Linked DNA regions of Mus musculus: all the other regions are linked to region 1. Evidence: chromatin contacts called from public HiCAR-type, HiChIP or PLAC-seq and promoter capture Hi-C data. All regions are on one chromosome and are shown on one strand. Each heading gives the region's core, a stretch centred on a gene start, on an enhancer-like site or on the middle of the called end of the contact. The rest is flanking DNA. Distances are from core to core; before and after follow the strand shown. Region 1 holds the start of Nrbf2 (nuclear receptor binding factor 2). Region 2 overlaps Arid5b (AT rich interactive domain 5B (MRF1-like)). Region 3 overlaps Arid5b (AT rich interactive domain 5B (MRF1-like)). Region 4 has its middle 22 kb from the start of 4930521O17Rik. Region 5 has its middle 22 kb from the start of Zfp365. Region 6 overlaps Zfp365 (zinc finger protein 365). Region 7 has its middle 46 kb from the start of Gm51769.

Region 1 (3,531 bases), core at 705-3,204:
ACTTCACAGCCAAAGAAGCAGAGCAGAAACCATGGAGGGCACTGTTCTCTAAGCTGAGTATAATAATCTCATGGAGATTATTATAATAATCTCATGGAGGGCACTGTTCCCAAGCTGAGTATAATAATCTCAGCTAACACTTCTATACAGCTCAGGACCACCTGCCTAGGGATTATCCCATCCACTGGACCTGTGCCCTTCTACATTAGCTAAGACTCAAAACAATCCCTGCAGACTATCCACCAGCCAATCACATCCGGGAAATACCTTAATTGGGGCTCTCCACTTAGGTGACTCAGGCAGTGTCAGTTAAAGCTAATCAGGACAGCCATAGAACAAACTACCAGATACAATGGCTTGAGACAACACACATACTAAATAACAAATGCCATAGATCAGGAGTCTGGGCCTGGCCCGAATGGCTCCTTGTTTGCATCTTCCAAGCTTCAATCAAGGTAAGTAATTGGGGTCTGGTTAGTACCTGAAACCTTAGGGCCCACTTCACAACCCATGTGGCTTTTGAAATCATTTTAGATATATATGCTATATATTATTCATATTAAGTTATATATGTCATCTCTTCCTCCCCGTTTACAGATGTTGTACATTGCCTCTGCTCTTTCCTCGGCTGGCTTTTTAAGGTTTCATATTAAAAAAAAAAAATCACATCCCAGGGGGCTGGAGAGATGGCTCAGAGGTTAAGAGCACTGACTGCTCTTCCAGAGGTCCTTAGTTCAATTCCCAGCAACCACATGGTGGCTCACAACCATCTCTAATGGGATCTGATGCCCTCTTCTGGTCTGTCTGAAGACAGTGACTGTGTACTAAAATAAATTAAATAAATAAATCTTAAAAAAAAATCACACCCCAGGTGGGTTTCCTTTAACACCCAACCTGCGTCTCCACGTCCTCCAATATTACAAATTCTTAAAGGTACATTCATGTGGTTCTTTGAAGTTTTTTTCATTACAGAATTTGGTACTGTAAAACCTCCAGGTAAGGGGCTGGTGAGATGGCTCAGTGTGTAAGAGCACCCGACTGCTCTTCCAAAGGTCCGAAGTTCAAATCCCAGCAACCACATGGTGGCTCACAACCATCCGTAATGAGATCTGACGCCCTCTTCTGGAGTGTCTAAAGACAGCTACAGTGTACTTATATATAATAAAAATAAATAAATCTTTAAAAAAAAAAAAAAAAAAAAAAAACCTCCAGGTAAGCCCGGTTTCCTTCACACAATATGTTAGTTGTTCTCTCAGCTCCTCTCCATCTCCCTTTCTCCATAAACCATATCTACTTGCCAGTGGGTGCGGAAACAGAAAGACCTTAGCACAGTGATTTAGTACATAGTTGTTGAAGAACGGTTATACTTGGTGGCTTATAATCCTTCTTGCTTTAGAATTAGTTTGTGACCCTGGGGTCACTTATCTCTGTCAAATCCTCTCGGTGGAGTGGAGGTATGGTGGCACCTGCTCATATGCTCGACACAAGACTGCCACATGTACAAGATCTGGGCCACAGACTCTCTGCCAAAAGGCAAAAAATATGGAAACCTCCTGTAAGGCGGATCTAGTGCAGGGTGTTAACTTGGCTCAAATTTGCTTTTTAAAAAAAAGTCAACGGAGATAGAACAGAAACGGAGAAGGAGGGGTGAGGTACAAGGAGAGGACCTGAGAAAGCCTACGGGAAGGAAGAAAGGTCAAGCGTGCAGAGTGACCTTATTAACCAACTAGCCAGACCCGGCTCATCACGTGACAGCCGCCGCCGAAGTCTAGCAGAGCTCCCTCTCGCGAGGAGAGGGGCGGTTTTTGTCACTTAGCTGCTGCCCCGCCCCTAGCCCCGCCCACCCCATGCTCTCACCCCAGCCGCGCCCCCTGCCTCGCGCCGGCGCGTGGCGACGTCACGCCGCCGCGCGCAGCGACGCCGGGACGGCCCCCCGCGACGCGACGTCGGAGGCGGAAGTGGCGCGGCTGTCGCTCTTGGGCTCTCACTGCCGGCTCCGGGTTCTGCGAGGAGCCTCCTGCCAGCCGCCGCGTCTCCCTGCCCTCGCTGCCCCTCCATGTGCCCGGGCGCCGCCGCTCCGCCTCGGGCCGCTGCTCACCCCGGGGTTTATGGAAGTGATGGAAGGACCCCTCAACCTTGTGAGTGGTCGCGGGCTGAGTCGGGGACCGGTAGGCTGCGGGGAAACGCGGGCTGAGGGGGTCAAGCGGCACTGAAGGGGGAGCCGCGAGCTCATGGAGGGGACCCTGATCCCCGGGGCTCAGGCCTCTCCCTCGGGGCCCGTGGCATCTGCCCTGCTGGGACCGCGTCCCAGCGCCACGTAGCCGCCGCCTGCAGGCCGCGGGCAGAGTCGGGGTGTCGGGGCCGCGCCTCGCACACCGCACCCCCTCTTCCCTGCTGCCCTCGCAGCTGGGCTAGCGAAGGCCCCTCTGAAACAGCTGGATCGGAACCCCAGTCCACGCCCCGCAGCCCGGTGCCTTTGCTTTAAGGCTCACGAAAGTACCAGACGTGTTTGCCTTTCTCAGAAACACATACAGAGAGACACACAGGGGGCCGGGTCATTATTGTTTGGGGCAAAAAGGAACACACACACACACACCGCCCCAAACAACCCCACAAAACCCCAAACCTCCCACAGTTCTGTTCTAAGTGTGATCACAGGACATCTTCGGGTTTCCTGGGAAAAGGTTCATGAAATTCAGATGCAGACGTCTGGTTCCTTAGTGTTGCGGAGTAAAACTTTGCAAGTCCCAAGTCTGTAGGTGGTTTGCGATGATGCGGAGGGATTGAGAGCAGGACCGGGAAAGATTGATTGCTTCCTTTGGAACTCTGCCCTCCCTCCCGGCTTGGAAGAGCCTGGTCCGTGCTGTGCAGAGAAGCCAGAGTCTGTGGTTTCAGACTATGGATTTCTGGAGCCAAACTCCTGGATTTGAACTCGGGCTTAGTCACCTAATAGCCTCAAGAGACCTTGAACAAAAATTTTCACTTCATTGTTTTTTTTTGTTTTTGTTTTAACCCTCGTTCGTTGTGAGGATTAAAGGACTGAATAGATAAGAGACACGTAGAACTGTACGTTATGGATGGAACATTGGAAGAGTTAGTTGCTCCAGTGAGACCGTAGCCCCTGTCACTTAATGAGATTTGGGAGTGTTGAGCGTCAACGCTGGAGAGTGAACACCTAAAGCTATGGTTCCATCCCTGGCGCCAGGTTTGCAGCTCCGAGAAATCTACCCAAGAGTTACTAATTTAGACCCTGCGTCCGTTTCTAAGTGGATTACACTTCAGGCTAATGAGGCTACACTGGTGAGTTTTGGGGAGCTAGGGAAATAACCTCGCGCCTCTCTTGTTTGTAAGAGAATTTGTGTGGCCAACTATAGTTTGTAGTGAAGTATGGGTGGCTCACCAGGGAAACTCCACAGGAATATTATTAGTCGTAGCCAGCTGTTTACCGAGTGCTTCAAAGTTCAAGTGTCCTTGCCGAACGATCACTGGTTCACTTCCAGTTAGCTTCACTTGATTTGGCAGCAGGGTGTA
Region 2 (3,531 bases), core at 552-3,051, 840 kb before region 1:
ACCCTACTTCCTCAGCCCCTTAGAAATTACGAGTCATCTCTGGCGACCCCGCTGAGGTGCCCAGACAGTGTTATTCTTGTGAGACCAGTCTGAAGCAATGAAAGCAGTGTGCTTGTCTGAGAGAATGAGCAGTAACAAATCCCTCTTAGAGGGGATGTGTTTCCCCCTCCAATAAATAAACAGAAACCTTCTCATGTGCTTAGAGCTCAGAAGGATCTGTGGAGGCTGACAAATTGGAAAGAGAGAACGGTGTAGAATCTGTGGGACATTTTTATTCCCAACGTTTCCCGGCCCTTACCCTCTTCCTGCCCGATGTCAGCCAGGAGATGTAAAGAATATTGGAATGTACACACTCCCTGTGGGGGCATTTGAACTCCAAGGCTGACCCTTTGTACTTCCCCCTTTTACAATTAAAATAACTCAGCAACTTAGCGTTATATTTAACAACCATCAAAGGCCGCTGTACAACATGGCTGCGAGCAGGGAACATTAGGTTAGCCAAACACCAAAGCCTGCCTGTGGGGTAGAAGGAAGAACCATGAAGTATATGCCTCCCTTTATGTCTTAGTTGGGGGGGGGGGGGAAGAAGAGGGTTCCATTTGTTCTATTTGGGGTTTTAACTGTTCTCTACTCTTTCTTTTCTGGCAAGGAAACATGTCCTATCCCATTCTAAGCTGATGAAAAAGCCATCAAGTCATCATCAAAAAATCTGCTTTTTTAGTACACTGCTCAATGTTGTGTGCAGCCATCAACCACAGATAACACATGACAATGACCCAGCATGGAGAGCTCCTCCAGGTGTCTAGAAAGAGAAAGCGGATAAATGCATACAAAGAAATAAACCTCTCTCTTTTATATAAAATATACAGTATTGGGCTATTGTTATGGAAACCGGGTTTAATCAAGGAGCTTAATGGTGGTGCCCTTTGGGGGAATAAAATGTATCAAAGGGAAAATCAGCCTTCTTCCCAGATATTAACACTATTTTTTCTGGTTTGACATGAATGTACTGTGAAGAAGACAAAGGACCCTGGCACAACCTGGCCAACTGTGGCCCTCTGGACACCTGTTTGTCAATAAAGTTTTATTGACATTCATGTCACACCCTTGCTAGACTTGAGTACTTGCATCAAGTCCACAGAGCACAAAAGCCTGCTATGTGCTCTTTTATAGAGCTTTGTTGCCATCGTCTAGAAGCATCCTCACTCAAGGGTGTCTTCTGTGGAAAGTGTCACTTACAGATGTCTTTTCAAGCCTTCCGAGACTTGATTTGATATACTGTTATTATTACTTTTTTTTCCAGGTGAAAGGAGAGGCCAGGTCAGCCTTGACCAAGCCGAAGAATAACCACAATAACTGTAAAAAAACCTCAAATGAAGAAAAGCCAAAGCTGTCTATTGGCGAAGAATGCAGGGCAGATGAACAAGCCTTCTTAGTGGCCCTGTATAAATACATGAAAGAAAGAAAAACGCCCATCGAGCGAATTCCCTACTTGGGTTTCAAACAGAGTAAGTATCCTTGCTTTTGTTTCTGAAAGATCAGAATTGCTAAGATTCTTTGAAATTGCAAGGCGGCGGGCGGGGGTTAGGGAGCGGGGAGTGGAAAAAATGTTGTTGTTGGGTTTTTTTTTCCTTTTCTTTTCTACTAGTGATTATGTTGAAATCCTAATCTAGGCAGGGTGTTTTCTGTTTATAGTAGATCCACAAATTGTCCAAGCCAAGAATTTTCTCCCTGCCTCTTTCCGCTGCATTGTTGCCTTCTGGGACAATTGCAGAGATATTTATAGGCAGAAGTCCGAGGACTGTGACTGGAAATAGACGTGCTGAAAGCTTCTTGTTTTCTGTTTTGTCAATCTGGAGTGTCTGCAACTCCTTTCTTATGAGATAATGATAATGATGATGATGTTGCCTTATCAGGCACAGATGTTGCCTGTTCAGAGACAACTTCTAAAAGAAAGATGTTTAAAAGTAGACCAAACAGCCATAAAGAGGGGGAAAAAATCCCTTTAGTTTTAAACCTGTTGTTTTCTTAAAGTCTGAATTCAAATCAAATATGAAATAAAAAGTTGAAGAGAAATCCCAGTTTGTAGCAACTTTGAGCTGGCTGTGCGTCTAGGTGTCTTCATGCATAGACAAGGAAACTCATAGCTTGTGCAAACTTCCATTGTAAATGAAAAAGAAAACCCAGATCTTGCCCCCCCCCCCTTGCACCCTGGAGTTCACAGCCAAGTATATTTTGCTATCTGGATTTCCTGGTGCACAAAGCTATGGGCTCCTCTGGCTTGAAATAGTATTTTCTCCAAATGCGTCTCCCTAGATTAAAGCCATGTGTCATTCTGATGAAGAGTCAAACCTGTATGTTTTACATAACAATTTACATAGCTAATAGCAGCTGGCACCGATTACAAGAGATCACTCGAAGTCATTATAAACTTATATAATGGCACATGATTACAATGTTTGTCTGAAAACTGGCTGCTCAAATAGAAGTAAAATCAATGTTCTATGAAGAGCTCTGTCCCGTTATCAGTGTTTCCGAGAACAAGGCCAAGGCAGGGCTCTTTTAGCCTTGACACAGTACAAGGTTCACTATGGCTTTGCAAGCATGTTGTGTCAGAGTCTTTTGACATTTTAATTCCCCATTTGGTTCAAATCCTGCACCAAAGGATTACTTGAAGTCCAATATTCTCACATTCCAAGGTATCTGGTACAAAACGAGCAACCAAAAATATCTCAATACTAGTTTGAGGCAAGCTTGTTTGGCAGCATAACCAGGCAAACCCTAAACTCCGGATTTTTTTTTTTTTTTTAAGTTACAGTGTTTCCTAACATCACACAGCTATCCAGGCCCAGTTAAGGAGTTAAGTGTGCTTATGACTCCATTTCTCTGTGAATGACTATCTCCCCTTACTGTGTGACTCAAGTCAGGCATGTGACCTGTCTGTTTTCTACTCTCACGTGCCAGCCACATGTTGGCAAAAATACAGCCAAGATCCTTTACTATGGCCTTGTTATCAAACAGTCTAAGAAGGTAATCATATAGTAAAGTGACTGTTTACTGATCACAGAGAAATCTTATCTGGAGGAAGTGTGACTGTCCTAGCAAGGCCTTCTCTCAGAGAACTGAGCAAGCCCCACACCCCTCTTCTGAATTCCCACACATTCCTCAAGGTTCTTCGAACATCTTCTCTTCCTCTGCAGATGATAAGACAGACAAGACTATGCTGTTTGTCCTTAAAGTCCAACAGGCACTCTAGTGTTGCAACTCTCTCTCAAGAAATACTTTTTAAGGGTTAAACATAGTAGATCCTATAATGTTGAACTCTCCTCGAGTGAATTATTTCCTAGAAATTTAGCTCTCTGGGGTGCAGACAATTGGGTTTTTGTTGTTGTTATTCTTGTTGATAGAGGTGATTGGGTTTTTTGTTATTATTTTTTCTTTCTTTCTCTTTCTCATTGAAAAACAAAACAAAAATGTTTGAATTGACGTTTCTTGGAAGTGTGTTAATGCAATGCTTATCTAAATACTTAT
Region 3 (3,531 bases), core at 442-2,941, 820 kb before region 1:
GGTCGTTGGATATGTGCTGTTTCCTATCGTGGTCACAGACTCGGGTGGGTTTGATACGTTGGTGCATTGGGAGCAGAGATTGCTGAGGAAGGCACAGCGTCTGGTCCCTCACTGGATAGCAGCCTCCAGGAACCACTGCTGGCTCATGAAAGCTGCAGAAAGTCCCGGTTTATCTAACTTATCAAGATGCCTGACTCAGGGATGCCACTTAGGTAGTCAAGGCTTTAGAAATCAGATGTGTAATAGATAGAAAGACAAAGAGGCAGCAGAGAAGAGAGGCAGGAGGTTTCCACCCACAGTGAGACATCTTCCTGTAGGCTCTAGAATTTGAGCTGGATCTTAAAGAGGTAAGGTTAGAACTTGAGTCCATCATCAAACAGAGAAGGAAACTGGTTTTAGGGCCGGGAAGGTATGACATCACCTCCCTTGAAATTTCCCGTAGTTCCCAATTCTGTGCCATGGATATGATGATTAAAATGAATTTAAATTTTATAGGAAAGGCAATCCCCTTTCGAACATGCCTGTAAAGGAGTGGAAAGTGAGATTATGATTTCTAAGGCCTTGGTTTCCCAAGCCTGTGACTCAGAGGCAGGTAATGATGCTTGGTCCTCACTCCCTCCAGAGAGTATATCCAGCAGGTAGATTACTCCATCCCTCATCCAGAGTGGAGTTGCCAGTCAGGAATTATATCTGCTTCCTGGCTAACATCTTGTTCATAGGAATTCATGTGGGCAGACTCTTTTTCTCTTTCTGCAACACCGCCACCAAGCTAGCTCTCCTTGTCCCCTCAATACTAGAGGTCCAGCTGTCCCTTACTGACACACAGTAGCTGGAAAAGCCAAACTCATCTCGCTGCTGTGTTAGCATAGCTGCTCTTGGCCTGCCTGTATCCCTACCCCACCCCCACCCCACCCCCAGGCTTGCTCCCTGGACGGACCAGAATCTGGTCACTGTCCACCTCCCTCTCGCTGGAGTGACCTTTTACCATCCGTAAAGAACCTCTGCACAGAGGCCAGTCAGTAATTCCAACCCAAGAACCTCACTCTTTAAGCATGCCTAAAATGTTCTGGGAACTTCCCAATGCCTGGATATTTCAAGAAACTCAAACAAGACTCTAGCCAGAGCTCATAGTTTGTAAGCATTAGCAACAGCATCTGAAAAAAAAAATCTCTATTTAAAAATTCTTAAATTTGCCTCTGGGTTTGAGCTGTAATGACTAGAAGTTGGAGTTTACGCTGTTGAGTGTAGAAACAGCCCGAGGCGCACACTCTTCAAGCTTGTCTGTCTGCTGTGCTGAGAGCCATGGCAGGTTCCTTTTCTGCCCGCCCCCTCTGGAAAAGCTCGCCAACCCGCACTTTTTCCATGCCCAAGTCTTTTCTTGTCTCCTTCCTGTCCATTTATTGTCTCCTTTACCCACCTCCCTGCCGTTTGGACTTGGAAAACTCAACAGGTCCACCCACCCAAACTTTCCTGCGAGTTCTCATCAAGCATGAATTTAAATTTGAGAATAGATTATGTGCCTTAGCCTCTTTCCTTTTTTTTTTTTTTTTAATGATAAACAAGAGGCTTATGGTTTCTCTCTCCTCCGGGTTTTATCATTAAGATTAAGTAACCGCATTCTCAGGCTTGCCACTGTACAAACATCTTTTCAGTTGTGAGAGGAACAGACTCACATCTTCTTCACAAAGGATCTATTGAAAAATCAGAAAGCATGCTTCCAAGAGAGAAAGCTGGGGAGTGCTGGGGGGCGGGGAGAGGGGAGGGAGGCTCAGATGACAAAATGAATGTAATTGTTTACCCTTAAAATATATCTTTAGCTTGGCCACTGAAAAATCTCTTGGAACATTGTGTTTTGGTACAAGTTGTTACAGAGTTTGTCCAAAGTCATGAGTTGCTGGAGAAGGTTTCAGAAGCCCTGGCAATGGGTGGTGGCTTCTAGTGTGACTGGGAGTTGGTGTGATAGCCTTCACTGGGAGTTGGTGTGATAGCTCTCATTAGGAGTTGGTGTGATAGCTCTCATTGGGAGTTGGTGTGATAGCTCTCATATGGACTCCCACCTGCCATCACTTCTGGGATACATATGATGCTGAGAATTTCAGTGATGCTTATAGACTCACGAAAATGGTGTCCCCCGCCCTTGAAATAGATCCATGCAACTCCAGTCAGGGCTAGTCGTCGAGAAGAATCATTTCTACCCATCTATTGTCTGGCACTGTGGAGGGTTGGGAGCTCTCTATGGTCAGTCCATCCTCTGCAATGAGAGTGTATTATCTCTGGGGCATGGAGTTAACCAACCTCCTAACCCGTTCTAGGTTGCTTCAGCATGGTCTTCATTTGAGAGGCATGGGAATGACATCAGTCTAGGCAGAGAAATCCTCAGAAGTAGTGAACAAGCATCGCAAAGCTAAGCTGAGAAGAACTCCAATAGAGAGATCGTGGGAAACTATGGCCCCGCTAACATTAAGTGATGGAGGGAAAATTTCTCAGAGAAGCCATTCTTCAGTATCTCTTAATGGTTATAGCAGATTGGGCCCCATAAACAAGGCCAACCCATCCTGGAGCATCCTGGCACGCCTGTTGTGGTGGTGTACATCAGAGAAGAAATGTGCCCTTCTTGCAGGCTGTGGGGTTGCCTCTGATGTGAGGTGTAGACCCTTTCTTGGATGACCCTGTGGATTCCATGAGCCTGTTACCTCTGAGAAGAGAAGGCTCACACTGATCTCTCAGACAATCTCATAGAAGCCTAGAACTTTCTTAACTTGGGCAGGTGCGATCAATTAGGGTACCTCCTAACAAGATTATGTCTCAATCTATGAAGATGGCCACCTAGATGCTGGGGCAGGAAGCTCTGCCTAGCACACCTGGGTTGAATTCCAATTCCAGGACTCAATAGCTGTGTGCCACCATCTAGTTGATGGTTGTCCAACCCAATGACGGTACAACATGACCTTGTTATCTGCAAGTATGTTGGGGCACATTCCTAGTTATCCTGGCATGTATATTATCCATGACCCACAGGTCAGACACCTTGATTCAGTTGTGATCCTAATTTTTGCTACCCATAAAATGAAGTCAAAATAATATTCGTGTGGCTAGCTCTCTTTATAAGTGTTGAAGGGAAGACATGAAAATCCCTGGTATTAATAGTGACTTAATATGGTGGCTGCTATTGCTATTATAATGCCTAAGCAATATATGATGATAACCTGTGCCTGGGTATAACTTGGTGGAACAGCACTTACTAGTATGGATAAGGTCCTGGGTTCCACAGATACATAGCATAACTGATTTTCTCTCTGCCTTTCTACCCTTCCTCTACCTGCCTCAAGTCCTTATAACCCTACTTCAGAGCACCCGTCATCTTTATCTACCTCTTCCACACGGGGTCACCTTGATAGAAGCCAAGCCATCCTCTTGCTGGGTCTCTGAATAAAACACCTTTTCATCTTCTGCTCACTGTGCCTCACACGCACTGTCCAGGATGCTGCAGAGGGTACTGTAAATAACAGTAGCCCCCAAAACAAAGCTCTC
Region 4 (3,531 bases), core at 409-2,908, 670 kb before region 1:
AGATCCCAGTTCTCCGCAAGAGCAGCAAATGAATGCCCTTAACCACTGAGCCATCTCTCCAGCTCCGGAGTCTCTCTACTACCTCCCAGAGCCCTAAAAACACAGCTTTTCATTTTGACCAATCATGTAAGTAAGTGGCACCTGGCCCAGTTTCCTAATTATTACTGGGAGAGATCACCCGAGTGCAGCAGTCACTTAGACTAACAGGTCATGGAAATGGTCATGTTGGGAGCGCATCCCGAGGTGAGCAACTCCATCTCTATGGTGATGGCCTACTATTTTCCTGCCAGCCGTTCCCGAGGATGCTCCGTAGTTAAAGTTCAATGCTGAATCCTCAGGGCTTTCTGGGTTGCTTTGCTTCTCTGAGATAGAGTTTGGTAACACTCAAATAATTAAAACTAAACCCCGATTTATGATGGCTTTCTTTTCTTCACGTGAGGCTTCTGGGGTTCGTTCACTTCCAGCTGCCCAGATGCTTGCATGTTTGTAGGTAGGCATTGCAAATGGAATCTGACTTCCTGAGCCCCCAGTTGCCCATATACTGTATGTATCAAGCTTATAAAACGAAGTCATAAAGGGAAGGAAGGAAGGGAATAGAAGCTCCCAAGGGAGATTAAAGAGGACCAAAAGTTTCTCCTGGGATGGTTCCCATGGTAAAGAACTCAGAACACAAGTCGGACGGATGGCGGTTCAGCTGGACATTGACACCTGTGCAAGATGCACCACTGTCTCTTTGAATACCTTTTGTTTAATAAATATCGATTTATTCTTCATCTTGACTTTTTTGGCCGTGCTACCAAAGTACTTTTGCCAAATAACCTCTTCGTTTTTTTAAACTCACATTATTCTTAAAAAAAAATTCTGTCCTGCCCTTCATATAAACTTGTAACACATTCCCCTTTGACGGACAGCAACTAGGCAGGCGTATTTATCCAGGAGCCATTTCCCCAGCCCTTGCTGATGACATCTTGGATTTCATCTTAGAAAACATCTTTCACTATAGATATTGTGCTGGGTAGGTTTTTGCTTTGTTCTGTTTTTGTTCTGTTTTGTTTTGCCAACTTGACACAAAACAGGGAAGAAGAATCCTTAGTTGAGAAAACGCTTTCATTAGAATGGCCTCTATCTAGGTAAGTCTGTAGGTCACTTTCTTGATTGATGCTTGGTATAGGAGGTCCCAGACCACAGTGGGTCATGCTAGCCCTGGGAAGGTGGTCCTAGGCTGTACACACACACACACACACACACACACACACACACACACACACACAGAGAGAGAGAGAGAGAGAGAGAGAGAGAGAGAGAGAGAGAGAGAGAGAGAGAGAGAGAGAGATTGAGCTAATTATGGGGAGCAAGCAATAAGCATCATTCTTACATGGGTTCTGCTTCAATTCCTGCCTCAGCTTTCCTACCCTGACTTTTTCACAATGGACTAGAACTTGTAAGTTGAAATAAACCTTTCCTCCTTGTTGCTATTGATCATAGCATTTTATCACGGCAATAGGAAATGAAGACAGACTTAAAGAGGATTCTGAACTCCCTGTCTTGATTTTTCTGCTACCTTAAAACGGCCTCAACAGCTATGGGAATTCTTGTGTCTACAAAACTCAGAACTTGAACTTGAGAGGAAAGTTAATATTTGTTAGGTAAACACTGGGAGATTTTTCTTCGGAGGCTTAGTGTTTTTTAGTTCATTTTTCATCAGAGTCAAGAAATTACACTGTGGAGAGAAACCACTTAGCACATTTCAGCTTATTCTTCTAGGAGTTAAATTGGAAGAGAATAAAATGAACTTAAAAAAACATTTGAAACCACTTTGATGTAGTCTTCTGCGAAGGGTCTGCTCATTTCAAAGCTTGACATGGAGCATATAAGAAAGCATCAATTCAGAAATATTAGCTGGGACACACTAATTTGAAAATATTTGTTGTGATGGAAATGAGAGAAATGGTATGCCCTGTTTGTTTGAGTGATTGGAAAACTCACCTGGAGGAATAAATGAGCTTTTTCTGGGATCTGACATAGAAGACTAGGAGCGGCCACACACAGCTCATTTAAAGTGGGGTTGTTGCGATACCTTTTACTATGAAAATTTGAACCCTTTGTAGATGAACCCAAGCCGTAGTTTTGGAAAATACAGCATTCTTCATTCCATTAAACTAACTGGGTATTCCGTAGCGCTGTCCGTACAATAGGAAACTCAGAAGGGCAAGGAAAGAAAACATGGCAGCTTACTGCATAATGCAAGGAGCAGAGCTCCTTGGTTTACTACTCTGCACAAAAGGGGCCTCCCTCTGCTCTGAATTCCATAACAGTGAGGGAATTAAGAGCTGACATTGCACTGAGGCGGTGGCTCAGTGGATAAAATACTTGCCTTGTAAGCATAGATCTCCAAGTTCAATCCTCAGCAACATTTGTAATCCTAGCAGTGGGGAGACTGAGACAGGAAGATCTTTAGGGCTCACTGGCTGGCCAGCTTAGCCTACTTAGTGAGTTCTGAGCCAGTGAGAGGTCTGGACAGTTCTTATGGAATAGAGTTTGACATCTGGCTTCCACGTGCATAGAGCGAATGTGTATGCATGCCCATGCACAAGTCATAAGTCATACATTAACTATTGCTATCTGCTAGTGCATGTGTGCCTGTGCACAGATGGAGTCATACACACACACACACACACACACACACGCACACACACACACAGAGTATCTGATTTGATCATCAAATACTTGGTGTTGCTATCTCCTATTGATACCCTTGGGCTATTCTTGGAAGTTAAGGCCTTTGGGAGTTACCATATATCACACCAATCTCTGGTGACTCACTACCATTCCTGAGGCTCTTCGGGGGGGGACTTTCTGAAGCTCTACCATGCCACCATTGCCAACCCCTGCAGCACCAGACTCAGAGATCTCCCTTCTGTTCACAGACGGCATTTCAGGGAAACTGCCCATCTACTTTTGGAACAAAACAGCAGCTAAGTAAGCAAACACACACCACCTGTCTTGGGGTGTGGCCCATTGTCTTTCTGCTCTGTGAGTCCAGTACGGAAGAGAGATAAAGGAGAAGCACCAGGAACAAGCTTCACTAGCTCTCAGCAAACCCAAATACACCACAGTCCACAGTAGGCAACCCACGAGTGCAGAACTAAAGGCACCAAAAGTTGTGCTGTTAAAAGTGTCATCCCTATTCTTCCCAGCTCAGTCCCTACCCAGAGAAAATCCATTTGTTCTTCCATAAATATTTCAACTGCGAATGACGGCACATATACTTCCTCTTTCTCTTCCTATCTGCACCTCCATCTTTCTACACCGTCCTTGGAGCCTGAGTACTGTCATAATTAGCTTAGCAGTCTCTGATTTGTGAGTATTTAGGTTGATACGACTTTTTGGCAAAGTTGCAAAGGAAATTCACTGGTGAAAGGCTTGTCTTCTCAGTTCAAGCAATGGGCCATCCACAGACAGAGCCAAGGCCAGGGAAAGCAAAAGGAGACAAACAGACAAAAATATGTTTAATGGAAGTAGGTGATGTAA
Region 5 (3,531 bases), core at 454-2,953, 650 kb before region 1:
ACACAGATCACGGAGGGAAGTCAAGGTGGCAGGGAGCCACAGGTCACTACGCATGCACAGTTGGAAACCTGAGCGCTATGAAGGCTCTGCTTGCCTTCATCTTTTCTCTGATTTCATTTAGTCCAGGATCCCAACCTATGGGATGGTGTTGCCCACATTCAGGAGCTTTCCTCCTCAGCCACCCCTCCCTGGAAACACCCTCACTCCCTGGTGGTGTGTCTCCTGGGGGATTCAAACCTCAGTCAATGTAGCATTCCATTCTAGGATTAGTGATTTCTAGATTTATCTCTATTTACTTTAAGTCACCGGGGGGTGGGGTGCAGTGGGGTATGGTATGCTCCCTTTGCCTCTAGGGTCTGCACATGGAATTACCCATAGGTTGGTTATATGCCAATTTTGAGCATGTAGGTAAAATTCTCAGGTCTTTGATAGGGATACATATGGAAAAAGATACCCTCTGAGGGCAGAGTTTTCAGAGATTGTTCTTCTCATGAGGGTAAAGTCCAATGTCACGTAGTGACTGTATGGTAATCATAAGCCAGGTGAGATCTGAATGCCAAACTTATTTGTATGTCATAAGTAAAAGCTAATCAAAGTAAAAATCCAGTTTCACAGACTGGCTTTTCCCTGCCCAGTCGCTACAGCCTCTCTCCTGTATTCTGTTTATGAGTCCTTTATTTCTGTTATCTCAGTGAGATCTAGAATTAAGGGTCTGGACCTTTAATCCTCACTATCGAACCTTAATTCAGGACAAGAGTTTATATACTCAGTTGAGGGGTATAGATTAGGGTTAGATCTTCAACTTGACACTCAGCAATGAAAAAAAAATCTTGTTTTTGTTGTTTTAAGACAGGTCTATATAGACCATCAATTCGAGTAAGGAAAGACAAAAAAGAGAAGTATATAAATAGAAAGGTAGACAATCAGGTCAATGCATCGCTCATTGGTTAATGGCATTGGCCACTAACCCGGCAACCTGAATTCAATCCCTGGGGCCCGCATGGGTTGGCCAGGCAGTGGTGGTTCACACCTCTAACCCTAGCACTCGGGAGGCAGAGGCAGGTGGATGAGTTCAAGGTCAGCCTGGTCTACAGAGTGAGCTCCAAGACAGCCAGGGCTACACAGAGAAACCCTGTCTGGGAAAAACAAACAAGTAAAACAGAAATAACAAACAAACAAACAAACCAAAACAACCCAGCAATTTCTGAAAGTTTTCTTTAATCTACACACACACACACACACACACACACACACACACACACACACACACACACGCCTGGCATGTGCACCCACACACATATGTACACAAACTAAATTGCTTCATGTAATATAACTATTAAAAATGAATTATTTAGTACCTGAGCATGTGTTTCAAATAGAGCAGTGGTTCTCAACCTTCCTAGTGCTGCAATCCTTTAATACAGTTCTTCATGTTGTGGTGACCCACAGTCATAAAACTGTTTTCATTGCTACTTCATCACTGCAATTTTGCTCCTGTTATAAATTGTAATGTAATCTGGTAGTCAGGATATCTGTATGTGACCCTTGTGAGAAGCTTGTTTGATCCTCCCCAGAGGTTGATAACCTTTGAGGTAGCGGGAAAGGAGTTTTGCTGCCTTGTTAAGTTTTCCACTCAGAGACCTCAGCTTGCCTTGCTTATCATGCGACTTAACCTTGTGAGTCACTTCCTCAGAGTCCCATCTTCTCCACGGATAAACTGGATCTCCAACATCCAGGAAGTGTATGAATAAGCTCTTATTCATCATGAAGGAAGAATTTGAATACTGATTAGTATTTCTGAAGAGGAAGGACAAATAAGAGATAAATGGTGGTTGACTGACTGTCCCACAGTAATAAGCACACCAAAGCAGGGTTGTAAGGAATAACATGGGAGTCCTTTCATCTTGACAAGTTAATGAGAAGGAGTCTTTATCTTACTCCATGAAGATGTTTTTAAGATGTATGTGCATGTACAGGTGTGTGTACATGTGTGTGCATGTATGTGTACATGTGAGTGCCCATGTGTGTACATGTGTATTCATGTACACAAGCATTTATGTGCATACATGTATGTATGTGTTCATGTGTGTATGTGTGCACATTTATACATTCATGTGTATGTATGCATGCACACATGTGTACATGTGTTTGTGTGTTTTGTGTGCTCATGTACATGTGTATATGTGTACATGTATGTGTACATACTTATATGTTTGTGTGCATGTGTGTATATACATGTATTATATGTGTGTATGTGCGTGCGTGTTTATACATGTGTGTGGGTGTCTGTGGAAGCCAAAGGAAGGTTTAGGATACCCTGGAGTCCTGTGGATACTTTAACTCTGGACTCCTGGACTTCAAGTTCTGTAAGAAAAATCGATTTCTGTGACTTTAGCCATCCAATAAGGCAATTTGCTGTGGTAACCCCAGGAGCTACCATAGGGTGAAATGGAATCTCACTCGCAAGGACTCTCCTCTGCCACAGCAGTGTGAGAGCTCAGCTAAACAAAACATGTAAGCCAACAGAATTGATTCTGTTCCCATAGCAACAAGTTTCAAAACAGCAGGTAAAGGCTTCTAATGTGCCAACCTGTACCTAAATGTAGTGGCTCCCATCTTGGTTTCTCAGTCTGGATTCCTCCTTCCTGAAGGAGCTGCCTGCTTTTGTCCTGGCAGCACCAGGCAGAGGATGCCTTAGGTCAGAGTGCATATATGCTGACCAATGAGAAGATGGGAAGAGAGGAGAGAGCCAATCCGTTCCCTTCAGAGAGGAAACCAGGTTAGTAAATCTCCACTTACATTCTGAAGGGAACCAAATATCCATCGTCTGCTGAGAGGATGTGGAAGTACAGTCCTTATTCTGGGTAGCAATGTGTCAGGTGCAAACAGGTGACACATAAGATGGTCGAAGGGGACTGAGACATGGTTGATTAGGGGGGGGTGCGCACACAGTGGGACGGGTGACATGATTACGCGTTAAGAACATGTTTTGCCAAGACAATGAATGTTATCAATGCAGAGCAGAGCAGAGCAAAGACCAGATACACTGTAATTAGAGCAGTTTGTAAGGTATTAGTTAGGGGTTGGAGAAAGGGCTCAGAGGTTAAGAGTGCATACTGCTCTTGAAGAAGATCCAAGTTCAGTTTCCAGCATCTAAATAGGACAGCCCATAACTACCCGTGGCACCAGCTCCAGAGAACCTGATGCTGTCTTCTGGCCTTTATGGACAGGCACGTACATGTAAACACATATATACCCTAGCACGTACACTATTAAAAAAAAAAAAAAGATTTGATGAGCTGTGAAACCAGCAAAGTCCATTCGGTTGGGCAGACCCAAGGATAAAAATAGTACAGAAAAGTGAAGAGTCTTAGAAGTGACTGTGAGTCATCACCAAATCCACAACGTGGGATTCCCGGGAGTGAGGAGCGGTAGAGAGCACAAGTCAAAGAAATCAGAGCAAAAATGTCTCAAAGTTGCTGGAAAAACGTTGAGCAACAAATGCGACGCTCAACAAATCCCAAGCAGACT
Region 6 (3,531 bases), core at 633-3,132, 610 kb before region 1:
CCTCTTGGAAGACCCCAAGAATGTCCTATTTTAGCTAGTTCTGGAATGTCCTCGCTTGCCTAGCAGTGGCTGGAGGGACACCCTGAGCCCTCTCTGGCCACTTTCTTGCCTCATCTCATCCCATAGGGAAGGGTTGTGTTCTGAGGTCACAGAGCACGGATGTGAGGTGAAAAGGCTTGGCTCTAGAACCCTCTTAACTTGCTTCTTGCCAAGCCTTGCCTTTCTGGATCTCCCATTCTTCCTCCAGAAAATGAAGGGAGTGCGCCCAGCACTCTTGAACTGAGTTGTCAGTTTGCCTGTGACTGGGGTCTCAGACTCCTGAGCCTGTGAGGCAGTATTAACGTTTTCGGTGTGCAGGTGGATAAGTCAACCCAAACACAGCCGTGTGTGGCGACCTACACTCTGCTGATGGGGTCTTAGAATAGAGAGCAGTAGGAGGCAGGGAGAAAGCTGGGAAGCCAGAAGTGTCCCCTCTCTTTATATAGCTGGGGTCATGTCCTTCACTCAGCCTGCTTCCCCAGCCTGAATGCTGATCTTTGAAGAGTCGTAGGAATAGCTATCACCCATGTATTTTAGTCTTGTAATCAAACATTAGCATCCCACCGCTTCTGGTCAGATATACATATGTGGAACTTTATGTGTGCACACACAATGTACATTAGTGATTCTTCTTCGCTCCACCCAATAGTTACCTAGCAACAGGCAGGTACAAACCTGGCTTGTTATAAAAGAACTGTTTGCTTTCATGCTTGCTCTTGCTCTTGCTCTTGCTCTCTCTCTCTCTCTCTCTCTCTGCCTCTACTCCCTTCTCAGTCTCCCCTCCTCATGCCCCCAAATAAACTTCATTTTATATTACACCCGTCATATGGCTGGCACTTGAGGAGGGGTGTGCCTCAGCATGGGCCTGCTAAGGCACCTCCCCCCCACATCAAACCAAGTTTTATAAAACATATCAACATATATATACTCACACAGCTATATAAACATGTAAGCATGTGCATATTCACATGATACACTCGCACATATAGACTGCACAGTATATATGTATATGTATGTATGTATATATATATGTGTGTGTGTGTGTGTGTTTGTGTATATATGTTTGTGTACAAGGTACACAAAACAAATTCCTTCATCCATGGTAGAAAATTAAATATTTATGTTTGTCTGTTTCCTGGCTCAGTCACATGATCTGCCTCCAGCCAGCTGGCTCAACCGAAGGAATCACTGGCTAATCCAAATGATGCTCCATGCAGTAGAGATTGTAATGAGCAGTTTAGATATGAGAGCTGAGTGGCTGGCGTGATCACGCGGTAATGAAAGGACCGGCCTAATTGATGTAGATTGTTGCTCTGGCTTTGGATGGACCCAGAGTACAGAGTGAATTCAGAAGAGATTAGGCACACGTATTGATAGTTTATCCTCTTGCTTTGTGTCTTCGCCAACTCTTCCTTGGGTCAAGTTGGGCTGTCTGCAGACTCTACAGTGGGAGTGGGCATGCCCCCTCTCCCTTGTTCTCCCTCCCTCCTTTCCCTCCCTCTCTCTCTCTATCTCTCTTTCACTCCCCATCTCCCCCCTTTCCTCTCCTCCCCCTTCCTCTTACTCTCATCATAGTCATATGCACCCGTCTATAAAATAAGGAGCCATGTCTTTGATATAATCAGAGAGCTGTGTCTGCTCTCTCACACTGAATGCCAATATGGAGACAGAATAGCTTGGCTGTTTTTAGCAAGAAGAACTTTGAATCAGGATTTGGCCCAGCGTAGTGTGTTACAGAGCTCCCATCTTACCCGGCTTCTGGACTGACCCAGAACAGTTACCTAGTACCACACAGGAGATGCAGACATGTCTCATCTCTCCCTGCCAGCACTTCCATATCCCTCCGCCAGGGTGATGAGAAAATCACTCCGCTTTTCCCACCCTCCAGCCCACACTGCAGGATGCAAGATGATGATCCATGATGATCCACTGCTCTCCTGCCGCTGCTGCTGCCCGCCCTCATTCCCTTTCCCCTAGAAAGGCCACTTCAGAGGGAAGGGCAGTCTTCACATCGCTAAGTGGGCTGCCTCTTCCAGAGGTGATTGTTAGCCCTGCGTCCTTCTGGGGATGCTTTGTCCCCCTTCACCTTCTGTGCCTTTTCTGAAACAACGTTTGGCATTCCGCATCTTTCCCTGAATCCCCTTGGGCATCTGTGTTCTTTTTTTCCACCTGGCTGGCTTCTAAAAATATAGGTTGCTTACTCAGATTTTTTATCTTTGTGCTCTGAAAAACGCTGTCAGATTAGACACAAAGTGACCTAATATCCCATCTGCCAAAAAAAAAAAAATTAATGCTCAGAACCACTCAGATATAGGCTTGCAGCTTAGATAATCTTGTTTTAAGTACTGCATTCATTACCTCCTGGCTGTTAATTGAGGGCTAGCAGCAATGCACTTAACACGTATTTATTGAGGGCACAGTGCTTATGAGGTTCTGATGCCAAGAACAAAACAAACAAGTCCTTTTTCTCTTGTGTGGAGGGGACAGCGAGCAAATCAGTCATGGCGTTCCTGCATGGTAACTACTGCAGAGATGGTTGAAGACGAGTATGTTCGAGGTGTTCGGGGAGGGGCATTGCTTTGGGGCAATGGACCTAAAGCTCCCTAGTCTTGGACTTTGCCTTGGATAACTTTCTGTGGAAAGCCAGAAGCAAGATGTTCCAGGCAAGGACAGTGTATCACGGATGGAAGGAACAAACTTGGCACGGTTGCATGGTAGGAGGCAATGCCAGAGAGCTGCAGATTGCAAGAGGAGCATTCCCAGCGTGCAGGGAGGGTCTATTCCCAGCGCGCAGGGAAGCAGGGGAAGGCTTTGAGGGCGGGCGGAAGGGCATCAGAAGGAGAGATGGTCAGAGGCTCTTGTGATAGGAGCAGAGAGGAAGTACTTGGGAGGGAGCAGCAGAGGAGGAGAGAGGATTCAAGAGGATATGCCTTGGAGTAGACCTGAAGAGGCCGTTGGGAGCCGCTGGAGGGCCACTGAGGTGAGGAGAGAGGGCAGGGGCATCAGGAACGACCTGGAGGTCTTGGTCTGAACAGGAGGGTGCATAGGACCATTACTTATTACAAAACTTAAGACAAGGTGGAGGGCCAGTTCCGCCAGACCTGCGGCAGTTCAAAACAGCATGCCTAGAATGTAGAAGCCTATAGGCCCAATCACCATGGGTCCAGCCATCTGCACAACATAATTATTTGGAAAAAATAACTGAATAAGCAATAAATAATAAATATTATTGTTGTAGTGGCCATCATCATCATCATCTCTGGATGGCCTGGAACACACTATGTAGGCTAGTCCAGCCAGGAACCCATAGAAGCCAGCCTATCTCCAAACACTGGGTGGGATCAAAGGAGTGCACCACCACTCCAACCTTGTCATTACTTTCGTGTGTATGACTATGTGTGCACATGGATATATGTGCACCATATGTGTGCATTGGAACTGGACCTAGAGATGGCTGTTAGCCACCATGTGGTACTAGGAACCACCAGGGTC
Region 7 (3,531 bases), core at 451-2,950, 550 kb before region 1:
TAGCTGACCTTCAGTTCCCTGCCCCATCATTTGGCTTCCCTGTGCACTCCAGGTCTGCGTGCACTCCAGGTCTGCGTCTTTTTTTTTTTTTTTTTTTTTTTTTTTTTTTTTTTTTTTTTTGGGTTTTCAAGACAGGGTTTCTCTGTATAGCCCTGGCTGTCCTGGAACTCACTTTGTAGCCCAGGCTGGCCTCGAACTCAGAAATCCGCCTGTCTCTGCCTCTTTGTAGAGACCCCTTCAGGCTCCCATGGAAAGATGACCTCCCGCTTCCCAGCAGCCTTCTGGGCAGTTCTGGAATCCTGAGTGCTCCCCTATTCTTTGTGCACCAATAATTGTCACTTCCTTTCCATCTTCTGGAAGATCACCAAACATCTGCCGATCGTTCTGGTTTTGTCTTCATTTTGGTTTCTCTTTTATTGTCTTTACAGATACTCCAGCAGAATTTTCAAAGGAAGTGTAGACAAATGTATTTGCATAGTACATTGTTTTGGACTCGTGCATAATTTGTATATGCAGGGACACATGTGTGCACACATGCATAACTACATGAACCAGGCTTTATATGACATTGGATTTTGTCATATATATGTATATATATATGTAAAATTAAGTATAATTATTATATATGTCATATATGTCACATATATGTCATATATGTGTCACATATATGTCATATACACACACGTATATACATATATGTCACATGTATGACAATTATACTTATATACTCTTACATTATATACATAAATATATATCATATATGACATATATAGTAATTATACTTAAATTATTAAAAGTATGATTATCAAGGGGGCACAGGTGTCCCACTTTACGCAGAAGATCAGAAGACAACTTTCTGGCCGAAGACCTTCCACGTTAATATGAGTTTCAGGGACCATCGAATCCTGGTCCTCAGGCTTGTGCTGCAAACGTCTTCTCTGCTGGACAGTCTCACTGTATCCCAAGTCACCCCAGTGTCATTTGCCTCTCCTTGCCACTGTGTTAATGGAATTCTTTCCAGAAGAGCTTTGAAAGTCATTTCTCAAGGCCATTGTAAAAGAAAAGGGTTGTGTGTGTCTTTCAGCTTTTTAGTGTTTTGGAAGTAACATTAGCTGGGTGTTTGTTAGTGTCTTTGTCTCTCTGCATGAAAGAATTAATGATTCAAACTCTGGGGCTAATGTGATTTACACATAGCACTCAGTTGAAATTACATTTTAAGAATAGGAAATATTATACACGAAGATCACCTGACTCTGGACGGTAGTGTCTTGTTGTTGTTTATTATTTTTAATTCTGAACAATATGAACCAGTATATTCTTATCAAACTATTGTGTTCCATCTCAAACCCTAAGGGTGGGTTGGCGCAGGACAGTAGCTGAGGCTGGAATCAGAGTGGGCAAATGACCCGCGAAGGAAATGACCATCTTATGTTGGATCTCAAACCTCCCTAATAAATATTTATCCGTTATTGCTAGTTCTATGAACACTCACAGGATACAAAATTCAGATCTACGGCCCTGTGAGGACTGTGGGAGCATCCACGTGCGGAGGGAGGACTTCTGTCTGCTCAGCCCAAGATGAAATGCCGATTGAATTGAAATCGGCACTTTCCAGGAGGAACGGTGACTCACACTGAGATGACCAAAATGGCATCTGGTTCCCATCGTCTTTGTTTCGTTCTTGGACTCCATTCAGAGGCACTTCCTTCCAGCTGGGCCTTTCAGTGGTATAATGTGAAGGCAAGATCCACAGAAGTGGGTTTAGAGGAGGGAATTAAAGAAGAAAATGCAGCGCGCGGAGGAGACGGTGGAAAATTACACCCAGATGGGCGCGGGAGCGGATGGACACACACCCGGATAAACATGCGCCAACTGAGATAGTTTAGAGAAACGGGGCGAGGCGACGTATACGATCTTTAATAGGGGGCAAAGAAGGTTTGATCTGGATGAAGGGTTTGAAGGCAATCTGCACGTGAATGTCATTTCTGTCTCTGGCCTGGGAAGCGATATTGTAGGTCCTTCTTTAAATCATGCCTTCTCCATGATTTATCATCAGTTCTGCAGACCAGCTGCGACCTCCACGGTGACGCCCGTTTTTCTGGCTCAGAGATGGAAAGGTTCTGGTAAACTCCCAGGTTTCCCAAGAGGTGGGGCCATCACCTAGACAGGTGGGCTGGGCTTTGTTGCTGGACCAAGCAACTCATCAGACAGGCCACAGGACAAAGGCTGGAAGAGGCAGAGTAAGAAAAAGAAAAAAAAAAAAAAAACGTGTCCAAACTCCCTTCTCCTGTTCCCTACCCCAGCAGGGCTTCAGCCAAAAGGAGGATTCTTTTACAAAGAGACTCACGTATTCTAGACTCCTTGTACCTAAATTAATTTTTTAAAAATCAAAATATCACCAAACTTGTCTGATCTGCTCGTCTCCAGAGGCAAGCAGCAAGCATGTCTGGAGGGGCCACAGCAATGATAGAGATGGATGAATATTGTTTGTTCTTTGGACCATTGTGGCAAGCTGATCCAAGCCATGAAAAAGTTAAAGGCTATTCACTGAGCGTTTGTCTGGATGGCTATAATGACATGTGTCAGTGAACACTGCAAAACAATGCTACAGCACAGAGGGTTGTATACCCCACGAGAGGTACAGATAAAGCTAAAAGCATGTGACCTCTGATTGTATGAAACTTCCAAGGACAGCACAGACGTGTGTGTGTGTGTGTGTGTGTGTGTGTGTGTGTGTGTGAATTCTCATTACCCAGATAAACCCAGAGTCATCTCGGCTTTACATTCAGACCAGGAATCCATGAATCTAGGTGCCCCTGGGACCTGGCAGGCATCATAAATATATGAGTCTAGCCAGAGGCCAACAATTAGAAATAAGAGAATCTGTGGTGAATGGAAAGCCACAGCCTCATTGGAAGATATTCAATTTTATGTTAAAAATGGCAGAATCAAAGTGGCTCATATTGGGCCTGGAAAAATAGATCTATTGGTGAATGGTGGGTACGAGCCCTAGTTTAATCCACAGAATCCACAGGAAAATGAACAAGCAAAGAGCTAGGCATGGTGACCTGCACTTACAATCCTAGTTTCAGGGAGGCAAAGACAAGCAGATTCTTGGGGCTTTTAGCCAGCCAAACGAGCCTGCTTGGCTAATTCCAGGCCAGTGAGAGACCATCTCTCAAAGTGACGACAACAACCAAACAGCCAACCCAAGGTGGTGATGGGAAGGGGCAGCTGGAGAGATGAATTAGTAGTTGCGAGCACTTGTAAAAGCATTTACAGATGACCCAGGTTCAGTTCCCAGCACCCACATGACCCTTTACAACCATCTGGTAGAACTGAATCAGCTGTCTCCAGGCAGACGGAGGAGTTAGCGTCGGGGAAAGCAGGCACTTCAGAGTTGGGCTCCTGTGTAAGATCTCATGTGAGGAAAGACCTCCCACTCCACAGCAGGATGACATCACTGAGGACACTCTGGCCGTCTCCTCAGAGTAGGTTCAGGTGTTATAGCCTGTCCTGACTTGTTTCCTC

The links. Promoter capture Hi-C pulls out the DNA fragments that hold promoters and counts their contacts. HiCAR-type assays count read pairs that join an accessible place to other places. HiChIP or PLAC-seq counts read pairs in DNA pulled down with a chosen protein or histone mark.
Region 2: a contact with region 1 is called in a promoter capture Hi-C map of liver, with 4 times the contacts expected there. The contact joins the enhancer-like site here to the promoter of Nrbf2 in region 1. A contact is called at or near these places in 7 of 39 promoter capture datasets (the 3T3-L1 cell line, cranial neural crest, embryonic stem cells and 3 more), 2 of 484 Hi-C or Micro-C datasets (embryonic stem cells and liver), 3 of 115 datasets of contacts at active chromatin or transcription factors (embryonic hindbrain, embryonic stem cells and forebrain) and 1 of 9 other capture datasets (liver).
Region 3: a HiCAR-type map of astrocytes shows a contact between it and region 1, with 2.4 times the contacts expected there. The contact joins the enhancer-like site here to the promoter of Nrbf2 in region 1. A contact is called at or near these places in 3 of 39 promoter capture datasets (cranial neural crest, hippocampal neurons and liver), 2 of 115 datasets of contacts at active chromatin or transcription factors (astrocytes and embryonic stem cells) and 2 of 9 other capture datasets (adipose tissue and liver).
Region 4: a promoter capture Hi-C map of stem cell-derived epiblast-like cells shows a contact between it and region 1, with 3 times the contacts expected there. The contact joins the enhancer-like site here to the promoter of Nrbf2 in region 1. A contact is called at or near these places in 3 of 39 promoter capture datasets (the C10 cell line, cranial neural crest and stem cell-derived epiblast-like cells) and 4 of 115 datasets of contacts at active chromatin or transcription factors (the NIH/3T3 cell line, embryonic stem cells and microglia).
Region 5: a contact with region 1 is called in a FOXA1 HiChIP or PLAC-seq map of pancreatic cancer cells. The contact joins the enhancer-like site here to the promoter of Nrbf2 in region 1. A contact is called at or near these places in 1 of 39 promoter capture datasets (stem cell-derived epiblast-like cells), 5 of 115 datasets of contacts at active chromatin or transcription factors (embryonic stem cells and pancreatic cancer cells) and 1 of 9 other capture datasets (macrophages).
Region 6: a promoter capture Hi-C map of hippocampal neurons shows a contact between it and region 1, with 2.7 times the contacts expected there. The contact joins the enhancer-like site here to the promoter of Nrbf2 in region 1. A contact is called at or near these places in 8 of 39 promoter capture datasets (the 3T3-L1 cell line, embryonic stem cells, frontonasal cranial neural crest and 4 more), 3 of 115 datasets of contacts at active chromatin or transcription factors (all in embryonic stem cells) and 1 of 9 other capture datasets (embryonic stem cells).
Region 7: an H3K27ac HiChIP or PLAC-seq map of SST interneurons shows a contact between it and region 1, with 10 times the contacts expected there. The contact joins the enhancer-like site here to the promoter of Nrbf2 in region 1. A contact is called at or near these places in 3 of 39 promoter capture datasets (3T3-L1-derived adipocytes, cranial neural crest and hippocampal neurons), 1 of 15 datasets of contacts at CTCF or cohesin (the NIH/3T3 cell line), 1 of 484 Hi-C or Micro-C datasets (bone marrow-derived macrophages), 9 of 115 datasets of contacts at active chromatin or transcription factors (SST interneurons, bone marrow-derived macrophages, embryonic basal ganglia and 2 more) and 2 of 9 other capture datasets (liver and macrophages).

What each region holds. Positions count from the first base shown.
Region 1 is chr10:67,283,704-67,287,234 of GRCm38.p6, reverse strand. Nrbf2 (nuclear receptor binding factor 2) reads left to right here and starts at 1,954. Exons shown (of 4, transcript NM_001036293.2): 1 at 1,954-2,138. The coding sequence starts at 2,109. It overlaps Gm46200 (a long non-coding RNA gene), which reads right to left and starts at 1,802. Exons shown (of 3, transcript XR_001779690.1): 1 at 1,715-1,802.
Region 2 is chr10:68,126,766-68,130,296 of GRCm38.p6, reverse strand. It overlaps Arid5b (AT rich interactive domain 5B (MRF1-like)), which reads left to right. Exons shown (of 10, transcript NM_023598.2): 6 at 1,304-1,508. Among named protein-coding and RNA genes, the nearest start is that of Gm51770, 23 kb to the left of the region's middle. Within about 2 kb of position 1,801, at least 48 of the 459 cell types and tissues checked have an H3K27ac peak or open chromatin away from gene starts, as enhancers often do. A contact at or near this core is called in liver, where this site is marked.
Region 3 is chr10:68,108,166-68,111,696 of GRCm38.p6, reverse strand. All of the region lies in intron 8 of Arid5b (AT rich interactive domain 5B (MRF1-like)), which reads left to right. Among named protein-coding and RNA genes, the nearest start is that of Gm51770, 41 kb to the left of the region's middle. Within about 2 kb of position 1,691, at least 25 of the 459 cell types and tissues checked have an H3K27ac peak or open chromatin away from gene starts, as enhancers often do. A contact at or near this core is called in astrocytes, where this site is marked.
Region 4 is chr10:67,950,013-67,953,543 of GRCm38.p6, reverse strand. No RefSeq gene overlaps it. Among named protein-coding and RNA genes, the nearest start is that of 4930521O17Rik, 22 kb to the left of the region's middle. Within about 2 kb of position 1,658, at least 6 of the 459 cell types and tissues checked have an H3K27ac peak or open chromatin away from gene starts, as enhancers often do.
Region 5 is chr10:67,932,828-67,936,358 of GRCm38.p6, reverse strand. No RefSeq gene overlaps it. Among named protein-coding and RNA genes, the nearest start is that of Zfp365, 22 kb to the right of the region's middle. Within about 2 kb of position 1,703, at least 19 of the 459 cell types and tissues checked have an H3K27ac peak or open chromatin away from gene starts, as enhancers often do. A contact at or near this core is called in pancreatic cancer cells, where this site is marked.
Region 6 is chr10:67,892,647-67,896,177 of GRCm38.p6, reverse strand. All of the region lies in intron 3 of Zfp365 (zinc finger protein 365), which reads left to right. Among named protein-coding and RNA genes, the nearest start is that of Zfp365, 18 kb to the left of the region's middle. Within about 2 kb of position 1,882, at least 24 of the 459 cell types and tissues checked have an H3K27ac peak or open chromatin away from gene starts, as enhancers often do. A contact at or near this core is called in hippocampal neurons, where this site is marked.
Region 7 is chr10:67,834,755-67,838,285 of GRCm38.p6, reverse strand. No RefSeq gene overlaps it. Among named protein-coding and RNA genes, the nearest start is that of Gm51769, 46 kb to the right of the region's middle. Within about 2 kb of position 1,700, at least 30 of the 459 cell types and tissues checked have an H3K27ac peak or open chromatin away from gene starts, as enhancers often do. A contact at or near this core is called in the NIH/3T3 cell line and SST interneurons, where this site is marked.